2 separate regions of the Mus musculus genome follow, and region 1 is linked to region 2. Evidence: chromatin contacts called from public HiChIP or PLAC-seq data. All regions are on one chromosome and are shown on one strand. Each heading gives the region's core, a stretch centred on a gene start, on an enhancer-like site or on the middle of the called end of the contact. The rest is flanking DNA. Distances are from core to core; before and after follow the strand shown.

Region 1 (6,463 bases), core at 3,831-6,330, 67 kb after region 2:
TTTGGAATTATTATTTTTTTCATTCTCTGCAGCACAGATAAGTTTTCTGGTAAATTCTGCGTGCCGTGCCTATATGTACTAACAACAATCTCCCAAATTGGCAGTTCCAAATACATACTAAAAAGAGGAATAACTTGTTCAAAAAGGGGGTGGGAGGGGGACTTGGGACCTGGAGACCTGGTTCAGCACTGGCTGTTCTTCCAGAGGACCCAGGTTCAATTCCCAGCACCAACATAGTGGCTCATAATCTCTAACACTAACTCCTATGGGATCCAATGCCCTCTTCTGGCCTCCATGGGTACTGCATACATGTGGTACACAGCCACAGAAGCAGGCAAAACACTTAGACATAGAAAATAAAAATAAATCTCAAAGAAAAAGCATTTTTCTAACCTTTTCAACTTGCCAGGATTATATCTCCTGAAAGAAATGCCTGGGAACAGGAGCAAAGATGGAAACAGGGTAACAGTATTAACAGTCAGGTGTCAGCTGCTGACTATGGACCAAACACCAGACCGCATGCTTGAACTGTCTATTTAACTCAGCAACATAGAAACCCCAGGGAAAAGTGCAGACATTAGTAGGGTGAATTTTATTACAAACAGAAAAAATGACTATAGTATAACATAGTCAACAGATAAATATAAGTGGTTAATTCTTGTGGGTTTTTTTTTTTTTTTTTTTTTGCAAAATATTGGGTTTTTTTTTTTTTTTCTCTTGAACTCATTTTTTTACATCCTAGGAGAAGAATGTTGGCTGGCTCCTGAGACACCTCCCCGCTCCGTGGATATAAATGGTAAGTCACTGCCAGGGAGGAGGCTCATTGGAGGTACAACAGCCCATACGTAGTACAGGAAACTGTAGCGGTTCAGTTTGTGGGAGCCATCACCATGCTAGGGTGGGCTCTTTGGCAATGCAGCTGCCTTCTGTCCTGTAGCTAACCCCTCATCCAGGCTTAAGTAATCCCAATACCTCTTTAGTTCAGCCAGCCAAACTTGGGTGGAATCATTTCTTGGTTCTTTTGGTATCCCTTCTATGATGAACAGACATTGTTCACATCTCCCCAAGAAAAGTCATACAACAAAGAGAAATAAAAAGAACATGAATAATGTAAGAGATTAAACAACTTCCTCCAGAGTTGAACAGCTAGGTAGTTGGATTATGAACCCCGTTTAATACTAAAACCACACTCTAACAACTATGTTAACAAAATACAGCCAGATAACTCTGCTTGACTAGGATGAAAGCATCCTGGACAGTCCTAAAATAGACTTGCTCTCAGCCCCGTTTGTGTTCCCAACTGAGTGTGGTACACCCATCATTTCTGCAGATTCTTCTTACGTCATTTATTAATATTGTAATGGCACAGATAACCAACAAGCAGTTTCAACAAGGTCAGTCCGTCTGTGTTGGTTAGCCTGAAAGTCCTGAACAGCAGAGGGGATGTAAAAGCTCGTCGGTGAGTGCAGCAGACCTGGCTGTTGCACAAGGTACCAAGACAGAGCCTACAGAAGTCAGTCAGGACATGAGAGATGGGCTTTACTAAACATTTACTGTACATTCCAAATATTCCTCTCTGCAGCAACCCGCCCTGTAAGCCACCCAGGAGACATCTGGTCAACCTTCAAGTTTCCCAAGAAACTTCAGAAATGATTTCTAAAAATAACTTGACTTATGTCAGAAAGGAAACAGACTGGTTGGTGAGTTAACCACAGCAGTAAACTGAGGACCCTCCATACAGAGAAGGTGTCCATGATGCAGGGTATAATCAGTTAGAAATAATTTTTGTGCCAACGTTGTGCTCCCTCTTCAGTGAGAAGCAGCTGTTGTAATCACTGTGGCACAGAAATTAAGAAAACATCTGAGATGATTCAACCCAAAATGCCCTGGGTTTTTTTTTTTAAGTGCTCAAAAAAATCTTACATTGTATTAGACTCAGTAGAGAAATTAAAGACTGCATGAATCATTTATCATGTCAAAGCTTTGATAGAGTCAGCATGGGCTGTGAGTCCAATGTTTGCATTACAGTACCTGGTGCACAGTTTGGCTGAAAATGAACTTTAGTTAAAGAGAAATAGTTAGAATGTGTGGGGGTCAGCTTTAATTGTCAAGCCGACAAAACCCAGAATCACGTGTGAAGAAAGTCACAGGAGGGACTGTCAATGTTAGGTTGACCTATGGGGAGTTGTCTTAAGATAACTGATATGAGCCGGGTTTGGTGGCACACGCCTTTAATCCCAGCACTTAGGAGGCGGAGGCAGGCGGATTTCTGAGTTCGAGGCCAGCCTGATCTACAAAGTGAGTTCCAGGACAGCCAGGGCTACAGAAAAACCCTGTCTTGAAAAAGAATAAATAAATAAGATAACTGATATGGAGTGCCCATGCCACTGTGAGCAGCACCATTACTTAGGCAGGGACTCTGCATAAGCATAGAAAAATAACACTGAGCACAAGCAAGCGACCGAGTGTGCACACATTCATTTCGCTCTATTCCTGACTGAAGATGTGATGTGAACATTCTAAGTTCCTGCTGCCTTGGCTTCCCGGCTATGATGGACTGGAACCTGGAAGTGCAAGCTAAGTAACCCCTTCTCCCTACGTTGCTTTTAGATGAGGTGTTTTATCTTGGCAGCAGCAATGAGATAGAACAGAATTCCTCCCCCACCATCCTGTTTGAACTTATCCAGGTAAAACACAACCACACAGCCAGATGTTACGTGCAGCCAAGTTATCTATGGCTGACTCTTCTGTGCAAGAAAAAATAGGTCACACCAGGATGTACGTTTGCCTCCTAGGATAGGAAGGCTGTAACTTGATACACTGTAGGCTTCACTTGTTGGGGGGGGGGGGGAGTTGTATTTGTTTCTTTGTAGAACTGAGGGGTTTTTTTTAAGATTTATTTATTATTTATTATATGTTAAGTACACTGTAGCTGTCTTCAGACACTCCAGAAGATCTCGTTACAGATGGTTGTGAGCCACCATGTGGTTGCTGGGATTTGAACTCCGGACCTTCGGAAGAGCAGTCGGGTGCTTGAGGTTTTGACTCAGAACAAAAGCATTCCACCCCAGAGCGGAGGCCCACGTCCTGAATTTGAATCTGTAAGGACAGCTGAACTATAAGATCGATTATGAAGACCTAAAGCAGAAGGTTCTTAGAGAATTCTACATCTAAGAACAGCTGAGATCAATACTAAGACTCAGTTCATTAACCAGTTCTTATTTTCTCCCTTGCTACAGTTTCCCTTCATTACCCAAAACCTTTAATAAAGTAACCTTCCAGGTTTATGGTGGGGAAACTTTGGAGAATGAAGAGGAGGGGCAAATCTGGAGTAAAGTGAGAATAGAAATCCCACAAGTAAAATAGGATGGCCCGATGCAGAACACTAAAACAAATCTCTCTCTCTCTCACACACACACACACACACACACACACACACACACACGCACTGCCCGGAAGTGAGGGGTTGGACTGACTTAGCTATGGGTTGGCTCTAATGCAAGAGGAGAATTTTCACTCGCCGAGGGCTTGAGGTCATGGGAGCAGGAGGGAGCCAGGAGGTATGTACTCTAAGGAAGGGCTTCGTGCTGAACTTGGGAAAACTTGGATCATTTGAGCCCTCTAAAACTAAGTACATTTGTGACACTGATATACACTATTGATATGGCTTCCAGAAAGACACAGATTAAAGCTGACGCATGAAAAGTGTTAATTGGATTTAAGAAGCTTAAGAAATCCTGGCCCTAACCACCTGTGCAGTGGGCGTGGCTTCAGACATGACACTGACACCAGAGGCCCACACAGTGGCATTTCTGTTTCACTGGCCTTCACAGGGGCCTGATTGATTATTAGCACAGTATAGACAGAAATCCACAGAAAATTCTACAGAAATAGATTTGCAGTTGTGTTTTCTGAGACAGCAGCTAGCTATATAGCTCAGGCTGGGCTTGAACTTGTGGTCGATCTTCCTGCCTTGGGCTCTCAAGTGCTGAGATCACAGGTGTGTGTCTCTATGCATAACTCTATGCTTTTTAAAGTATGGTTCAGGAGGAGAACAGCAGAAAAGGCCATTTCCCCAGGAGCTCTGATGTAGGAGTCACCCACCCAGAGACAGAATGTAGGAAGGTTAAAGACTGTTTGCAATGAGATACCCTGGAAAGGAGTCGCCAGTCACTGGTAAGTCCCTAGGTAAAATATTGCTTTGCAAAGAGCTAAACAAGACAAAGAGGGGAATCTAAAATAAACACACAAACAAACACAGGCCCCTGAGAGAGGGAGCCGAGCACAGCGAAACACCAACAGATCCAGCTATTCCACAGGCTGAAGCTTCTGGGCCAGGATGGACAATATAAGTCCTAGTGTCACAGACAGTGTAGGCCACCATGTGCACAGCTTTCATCATGCTCCACAGGCTACAAAGGCAGAGGATGTTAAAGTTCAAGGTCAGCCTACGCTATACAGTAAGCCCTTATCTCAAAAGAGCATACACATGTGCATTCATGTGAGTGCACACACTAGAGCACACACACAAATACACACAAACAGAATAAAACTCCTAACTTCACAATCTCATAACCCAGTGCTGTCCACACATTTAGCTTCTCCCTTTAAAAGGACGATTATTATCAGACACCTTCTTTGTATGGATATGTAAAGACATTTAGCTACATAAAAGTCTCTGTGTCTTGTGGGGAGTCGCCATGTTGTGGGCCTGATTGGATGCTGAACAGGAGAAGCCTCTGTGATGAGCCACTAAGAGTCATCACACAACACATGGAGACCTCAAACATTTCCCATTTACAGAGCCTTAAGATTGAGGTCTTTATGCCTGTTATGGGAGGTCCTCAAGACAGAACATACCGAAAGAGTCGTAAATGTGCACTGAGAGGGACGTCCTTCAGCATGTCAAGTTGTGTGGGGAAAAGAAAGGGATTCTGTATCCGTCCCCTAGTAATTTCTAGTCACACAACTGGGTCTAGAATGTTGGTGACCCTGTAAGTTGTTGATGAAAACGAAATAGAGCAAACAAGACAGAATCCCAAGTCCGACAAAGGAAAGGAGCCGGCTTGCCCTCTGCTGGCCAAACCAGGTAGTGTCGGCAAGATGTGAGGTGACCTTTCCTACCCCTCTGAACTGAAAGACCCAGGGACAAGCACTGAAACCACATTACCCATCTCACAACTTCCACCCATGACCAAACCCTTACAAGAAGATCACAGCCACGTGCCACACTTCACAGCTAAGCCCTGAATGAGCCCTTTTCTGTGAGTGTATTAAGAAGGCAATATTGGACAACGAAAATGGAGATGGGGTGGAGGGTGGCGTCGGGGAGAGCTACAACGATGGCTCAGTCGGAAAAGTACTTGGAGAAGAATAAGCATGAGCCATGAGCTGGGTGAATTCTAAGTCAGTGAGAGACCGCGTCTCAAAAGTAATTAATTCATGAAATGGCATACATGCACCTGGATACACACAATCACACAATCATATGCACAAAAACTTGAGTAAGCTAGGCATGAAATACATCTTTTCCAATCAGCAACATCAAAATAAATTTCTCTATATAGCCCATTATGAACAGGTATAAAGGAAAGAAAGAAACGACCTCCTACCACCAGGGAAAGAGACAGGGTCAGCTGTACACTCAGCATAAAACTTCACCATGCTCTTAGAAGGACATTGTGCAAACAGCACCCCCCCTTCCCCCGTGCCGCCACCCCCGCCCCCCATGACCTAAGCTTGCTACTCTGTAGCCTTGGGAAACAACTCTTTCATTTGCTTCTTTCCACCCACATGCAAAGATTGTATTAATGTTGTCATAAAGCAAGTGTGTACTTGATGATCGCCATACCTCCACTTGCTTTAAATCTAAGAAAGCAGTTGCTATACACTAATGTCCTATGTTCAATAATAAGCTGAGGCCCGGAGTCAGCTCAGCTGCTGTGACAGCATGCTGTTCCTGTAGAGGAGCTGAGTTTGATTCTTAGCACCCACATCAGGCAGCTCACAACTGACTCTAACTGCACTGGGGCATCGATACTCACATTCTACACACTACACATACATGCCCACATGCACACACATACCCCACACAGCCCACAAACCCTACACACACACACACACACACACACACACACACACACACACCACATGTACATGCACACACGCACACATATGCCTACACATTTTACATATCAAAACACTTTTAGTTTTGTCTCCAAAACATTCTTGAAATCTGTAAGATCAATATTACTGCTCACTTTGTAAGTTAAGAAAAGCATAAGAGCCAGGCGTGGTGGCGCACACCTTTAATCCCAGCACTTGGGAGACAGAGGCAGGTGGATTTCTGAGTTTGAGGCCAGCCTGGTCTACAAAGTGAGTTCCAGGACAGCCAGGGCTATACAGAGAAAAAAGAAAAAAAAAGCATAAGAAAAATAGAAAAATGGAATAGTAGTCTAATGTT
Region 2 (6,787 bases), core at 3,903-6,402:
CTCGGGACCCCATGTCGAAAAGATTTCATCTGTGACATGATGTCAAGCTGTTCACAGGTGGCATCAAAAGCAAAATCCGTGCCAGAATGTAATGAGAACTGGCTTACAGATTTCTCATTTTTACTGGATGTTATGGTTTGTATATGCTCAGCCCAGGGAGTGGCACTATTAGGAGGTGTGGCCTTGTTGGAGTAGGTGTGTCACTGTGGGCGTGGGCTTAAGACCCTTCCTCATCCTAGTTGCCTGAAAGCCAGTCTTCTCCTAGCCGCCTTCAGATGAAGATGTAGAACTCTCAGCTCCTCCTGCACCATGCCTGCCTGGATGCTGCCATGTTCCTGCCTTGATGAGAATGGACTGAACCTCTGAACCTGTAAGCCAGCCCCAATTAAATGTTGTCCTTCTCAGAGTTGCCTTGGTCATGGCATCTCTTCACGGCAGTAAAACCCTAACTAGGACACTGGATTTAACTACTCACTTCAACGAGTTGAACATCCATCTCTAAGGCAAAGGCAGCTAATCAATGTATCCCCTAAGTCACGCCAGTGTTCCAACGGAAACTAAAGCTATGGCATACTTGAACTGAGGCGATCTTACGCATGCTGACACATCAGCTAAGCATCTTTCCTGTGGACCCTGAAACCTGCATCGCCTTGCTTTTCTATGTGGTAAAGGAATTTGAAAACAGACTTCAGGATATCCTGGGGGAAAAAAAATAACATTTTGGTATACTTGGGACTCGATTTTCAGTTGACGTAAATGACTTATCAGTCAGTTTTCAAAGGGAGTAGAGAGCCTGCCATCTGGTATTGACTTAAACCTTTGATCGTGCCCTTCCTAGACTTCCCCAGGTCCGGCTTCCCAGGGGCAACTATCCCTTGATTCACAAACATTTCTTACTCGGGTCGTCACTTGAAAGAAGCACCTGTGGGAAGCCACATGTGTCGTTGCTGAGTGGCACTGACTACTGCTGGCCACCACGCATAAGATTGGACAAACAACCAATGTGTACATATGCAGTAAAGTTTTTTGCAAAGACACTGCCTGGCCCGGGCATGATAATGAGGTTCTATAAGGTACTGAGAGTATAACCAATCAGATGTGAGACATGCAAATGAGGTATGATAATGAGGTTCTGTAAGGTACTGAGAGAGAGTAACCAATCAGATGTGAGACATGCAAATGAGGTATGATAATGAGGCTCTGTGAGGTACAGAGAGAAAGAGAGAGTAGCCAATCAGATGAGGAACATGCAAATGAGGCATAGTGCATAACCAATCCGGGTGTGAGACACACCTCTCCTAGGCCTATAAAAGCAGCACCAGTTCTGGGCTCGGGGTCTCTTCGCCTCTACAATCAAGCTCTCCCAATAAACATGTGCAGAAGGATCCTGTTGCAGCGTTGTTCTTCCTGGCCAGTCGAGTGCGCGCAAGAAGCACCTATATTTGCTTGGTTGGATTTTATTTGCTTTATTAATGGTAGTAGTAGTGTTTTCTTAGGATGTGGGGATGGCCACATGGGTACCTTTAAGCACGCCTTCACTTTCAGTTAACTGCCTAGACTGTAGGCAACTCAACGTTTCTCAGACCTCAACACCCTTTGGTCCAAGAGCTCGTTCACACCAGTGACTCCGCCACTGTGTTTACAGCTTTGGGAAAAGGCTTACAAGTTCTTCTGTCCCCTTGTCTCAGGAGGCCTTTCTCACGTGCTCCCAGTGAGTGCTCCAGTGGCTCTGCTGAACCCCACAGGGCTTGAGAGGCTCCCAACCCAGCTCTCTTGCTACACTGTAGACACCATCAGGGATGCGTGGAGCTTTTGGAGGAAACTCGCTTTGAGGCCACCTAGGAATTTCACTCAAATTCCATTCTGCTCCCAAATATACTGCTGGGGCTTCTAAATTTTGTTGAGTTTGGGAGTTTTAAAAACAAAGCAAAAAACTAACAAACAAATAAACAACTGTTCTCATTTTTAATCATTCTACTTTTCTTAGCCATAAAAGCAACAGATGTGGCAAACAAGATATGGGTGGGGGCAGGGCATGGGTCATACTTGGCATTGTGTCCCATGACAGGAGAAGATTCAAGGCCTACAGAGGTTCAAAGGGCCTAAAGGCACCATGCTCCCCCTAAAGCTGCCCCAATACCCCCAACCTCACTCCCCTCACTTCCCCATATTTTCTGCTATAAGGATGGAGAAGACAGGGAAATAAGAGAGATCTCAGAAGATGTATGTGTTACCTCTGCAATGGGGAAGTGCTTTTCCATACCAGTGATACAACCAAGCTGGCTATCATCAAGAAGCAGAAGGTGGTTAACTGATGTCACAAAAGTTATTAGGATGAAGTGCTGTGAGTCAAGTCTGGTGCTAAGCCAACGTGACTTGGAATGAGCCTGTGTTGTCTTTCAACTCCACGATTCTCCAACAAGCTGTCCCCTCGTGGTAACCGGCCAGCGGCCAGCATCGCCTTGCAGGCTTTTTCCCTTCCAAATGTAAGTCCAATAGATCAAAGTGAGTCTGCTCCCCTGAAAGCTTGAAAGGAAAGCCTAGGAATTGATTGATTTTCTTTGCTCAAGTGGGAGCCAAAGATCAGTCACCACACCCAGGGTGGAGGAAGATGTTGAGGGGCTCTCAGCTTAGGCCTTGGACTCTGGGGCCATCAATCTCACCAGAAGTATAGACAGAGGGAGGCGGGGGCTAGCTCACCAGGCAAAGCCAGTCCTTTGTTATGGAAGGAAGGCAATAAATTCTGATCAACAAGGATAGCCTAGGACCACAACAGGCACCATGAACCTGAGATTGTGGTTTTACGGATACGGACATTGACGTTCCCAAATGTTAAATAGCTTGCCCTTGGTCTTAGGAGGAGGAAGTGGCAGAGATTAGTGACCCCACTGATGTGGTGTGCCAAGACTACAAGAATGAGTAGGTGTTCCTCAGACCAACTGGAACAAGGAAGAGGTCTAAGCTCTCTGAACATGGAGGAATAAAATATTGAGGAGCTGGGACGTTGGGGAATCTTCAAGTTATATTTGACTGTCATAGTTTGCATAGTGTCTTTCCCAGACGCCTGTGTGGTAAAATCTTGGTCTCCACCCTGCTACTATTTGAGATGAGGTAGAAAAATTTCAAAGAGGCCTAGTGAGAAGTCTCCAGATCATTGGGATGTATCCTCGAAGAGGCTGTAGACTTCTCTCTTGTCGCAGGTCATCTCCACTCCGGCGGAGACAGGAACGACACGGGTTCACGCAGTAGCTTCTTTACTTGCTCTCCTTCTTGCAGCTTTTCTTACAACAACTCCCTTTACAACAGCTTCTCTTACTACTACTAGCTTCTACCTAGGGCAAAGGCTAAACAACCCTCCTATACTCCCACCGAATGACCTCATCTAGCTCCACCCCACCTCATCCAATCAGAATTCACACACGCTCCAGGCACGAGCTCAAGTCGGTCACCAATAGGCTGACAGGTCCAGATCACAAGGAACGGTCCAGCCTGGCAGGCAGCCCACACATGCAGCCTCATGGCACATGCTCAGGCAAGGCAGTAAACATCTTGGCCCATGCGGCTACATCCAATTCCCGCACTCTCTTTTCCTTTTTTTTGGTTGCTTTTGATATCTGGCTATAATGTGGTTGACTTTCTCCCACTACCACCACCATCTTGCTACATACCCAACACAGCAACGGCCAATCAACCATCTACAGAAGGTTTTGGGAGCGTGAGCCTAGAAATCTCCTTTTGGTTGTTTCAGGTATTTGTCACAATAACACAAAACTAATTAATTATACCTTCTTGTCAGGCAGCTAGCAAGGAAAACTATCAGGCCTCGGCCAGACAGCATACTCTGTGATTTATCAGCCAGGTGGCAATGGTCGAGAGTATAACCACCTTGCTTTGTTTCCTAGAATAGTGATCCCTGAGGGACATATAATGCCTGACACACAGAAGCCCAACAAATGCTCACTACCGCTGTTCTGGAGATGCTAAATCAAGAATGCAGATGATCGGGGAGAGACCACGAGGAAACAATAGAGAATCATTCAGGATCTTCCTAACGAGTTTGCCCTTTATTTCTCCAGAAAGTCAGAGGAATAGAAAGATGGGCCTGTTAACATTTTCCTTTTCCAAGATCACCCGGGCAGCAATATGATAGAACATGGGTGATGAGCAACGCTCCCCCCCCCCCACACTACACACACACACACACGCACACCTGTTCACCTACAAACTAGGAAGAGTGTGCTTCTTCACTAAACACCAAACCTACCAATATCTTTACCTTGGACCTCCAGTCCCTAGAACTCCACAACTATCTATTGATGAAGCCACCCAGTTTGTGATCTCTTGTTATGACAGTGGGGCCAAGATACTCAGTGTCCTGTGTGGGAGCTGATGCCAGACCCCATTCATTCCCCAGCTTGGGGGAGCACAAGCACTGTTATCAGTGAGCCATCATCCACAAACAGGTCCCACATCCCATCCATAGCTTTAAAGCAGAGGCTCCTGGCCACAGATGTTGCTGACTTTAATGAACGATCTCATGTGGGGAACAGAAGCTTCCGTTGCTATGATCCACCCCTCCACCCCCATCTCAATCATTTCTATAGTCTCTAAATCTTATTTATGGAAGCTTGGCGACCTGAGTTCAACCCCCGGAAGCTGTGAGAAGCAAACACACGCATGCGCGCTTCCTGAAAAAAAGATCCACGGCTCTAAAGGTTCTAAAACATGCTACTTTTCTAACTTGGGAAAATGACGTATTCGAAATGCTGCTTCAGAGGACTGCTGTAAGTGGCAACGGAAGTAGGTTGGGAATTACATAAGAATCTATGCGGAGAGGCGCAAGCTGCTGGACACGTGACCCTAGCTCTCGGTCCAGGTGGAGTTTTTCAAAGACCAAGAAGTAAATTTATATTATTGCTTCCTTTAGTAAACAAAGTAAAAGAGCAGGTCTAAAGGTCAACTTATATGTACACCATATACGTATGATCTCTCCCTCCCTGCGTTCCTCCCTCTGGCCGCTTCTATTCAGGAGCCTGCTCTTCTGTCCCCTTCTGGGCAAATGAAAAGGTGCCCTGCACCCAGTGGTAAGAGCAGGAATGAACAGGGCCCTGAGGAGCCTCAATGAGTCTCCCTCGCTCCTGTGATCAAGCGGGATACAGGAGAGAGCGTTGAGAAATGACTAGGAGGAAGGAACGCTAAGCTTCCTGCACATTCAGACAGGAAATGACTCCGCCACCACAACAGTGAGAATCTTTATGCATATATCTCTGTGATCAGTACAGTTCTTCAGAACTAGACAAAAGAGAGAGAGAGAGAGAACATTGTTCCAAACAGTTACAGCCATAGATCGACATTACAAACTAGGTTTAGATCTAGATCTTTTTGGAGAGGACTGAGGTGCAGTTGACTTCCAGAAAAAGTGCTGAAAGGGTACAGGCAGACTCGGAAATAAACTGCAGTTATTAAGTTCTTCCGGTGTTTGCATACAGTGTCCGACACGTGGGGAAGATGGACAGTCACAACTGCCCCTTTGTACATGCTGTGGGGAGGGGCGGGGGAGGGGAGGCTATTACAGAGTTCTTGTTCTCTAAGTGGCAAGGCTCAGAAGTCCGTCAGTTCACATTGTGATTACCTGGTACAGTGCATGCATGTTATCAGTACAGAGAGCTTTAACAGGAATCTGTTGGGTTTCCTAAATTGACATGGTCATTTTTACCACACACACACAAAAATATTCTTCCAGCTATTCGTTCAACCAATACTCGGCCCATACCCTGTGCTGTCTCATCCGGCTCTTTCTTAAGATATTGGGGGACGAGATACTAAGAGAACAGTTGATAGACAACCCCACCCAATTATCCATCTCTCCCTCCAAACACTAAGACCCTCAAGAGCCAGGGATCTTGGTGGAGAGAGAACCATTTTCTCTTCAAGTCAGTCATGGGGTGTGTGTGTGTGTGTGTGTGTGTGTGTGTGTGTGTGTGATGCTTAATTGGAATGATCAAGAGAAAAGATGATAATTAGGTGGTCGTTGTGAATGAAGTTTAGTAGATAAAAGAAATTCTCTTCTTGTGCTTAACTTTGGGAAACAGTGGGTCTCATCATCTGGGGGTGGCATACAAAGTAAGCCCACGCAACCCCCCACCCACAGCCTTCCCTACAGACAGAGGAAGTGGCCTGCTAACTTCAGATAGAACTCCAGGCCCAAACTGTAACAACTTACCAGCTATTCCATCTTGCATCCTTTGGGGTAAAACTACCATGTGGGGGATTAAATGTGTCATTCCTGTAGTGGTTTTTCATTCAAAAGAGCCCACACAACTCCACTCTATCTGATTAAAAAAATGAGTACTTCTCATTGTAAAAGCCTTCTGAAACCAGATTTGGTTTCAGAAATAGCAAAGCAACTCACTCAAACCAACATTGACGGCTTCAACAGAGTTCCTGGGAGGAGCCAAAGGCTCTGGGAAACGAAGGTAAAGATATCACTGTATTCTGCTAATGATGGTGGAGACGGAGTGGAGAGCCCTTCATTTATCCAAAGGATAGACGCGTGAAGCATGTTGAAAAGGAACTAAATTTTCATGGTGAGGCAGTTTCACAACTCATTCTGTGAACACCATTCCGGGACTCTATACCAGCTAGAGAACGAGCCTTTGAATTAGGAGGCTGTGTATTAAATGGCTTCCTAGTCTTGGCTCATACAAGCTCTGTAGTCAGTCAGTGCGCACGGACAAAGAGCAATAGACCAGCTTGTCGTAGAAGAAACACTGGATTATTTACCGTG

What was found. HiChIP or PLAC-seq counts read pairs in DNA pulled down with a chosen protein or histone mark.
Region 1: a Foxp3 HiChIP or PLAC-seq map of regulatory T cells shows a contact between it and region 2, with 2.8 times the contacts expected there. The contact joins two enhancer-like sites. A contact is called at or near these places in 1 of 15 datasets of contacts at CTCF or cohesin (CD8 T cells), 10 of 484 Hi-C or Micro-C datasets (the HPC-7 cell line, the MC3T3-E1 cell line, Sertoli cells and 7 more) and 3 of 115 datasets of contacts at active chromatin or transcription factors (CD8 T cells, bone marrow-derived macrophages and regulatory T cells).

Annotation. Positions count from the first base shown.
Region 1 is chr10:121,326,066-121,332,528 of GRCm38.p6, forward strand. The region is part of intron 2 of Tbc1d30 (TBC1 domain family, member 30); the gene reads right to left. Among named protein-coding and RNA genes, the nearest start is that of Tbc1d30, 22 kb to the right of the region's middle. Within about 2 kb of position 5,081, at least 3 of the 459 cell types and tissues checked have an H3K27ac peak or open chromatin away from gene starts, as enhancers often do. A contact at or near this core is called in regulatory T cells, where this site is marked.
Region 2 is chr10:121,258,914-121,265,700 of GRCm38.p6, forward strand. Tbc1d30 (TBC1 domain family, member 30) reads right to left here. Exons shown (of 13, transcript NM_001361015.1): 13 at 4,906-6,787. Among named protein-coding and RNA genes, the nearest start is that of Gm35404, 19 kb to the left of the region's middle. Within about 2 kb of position 5,153, at least 73 of the 459 cell types and tissues checked have an H3K27ac peak or open chromatin away from gene starts, as enhancers often do. A contact at or near this core is called in regulatory T cells, where this site is marked.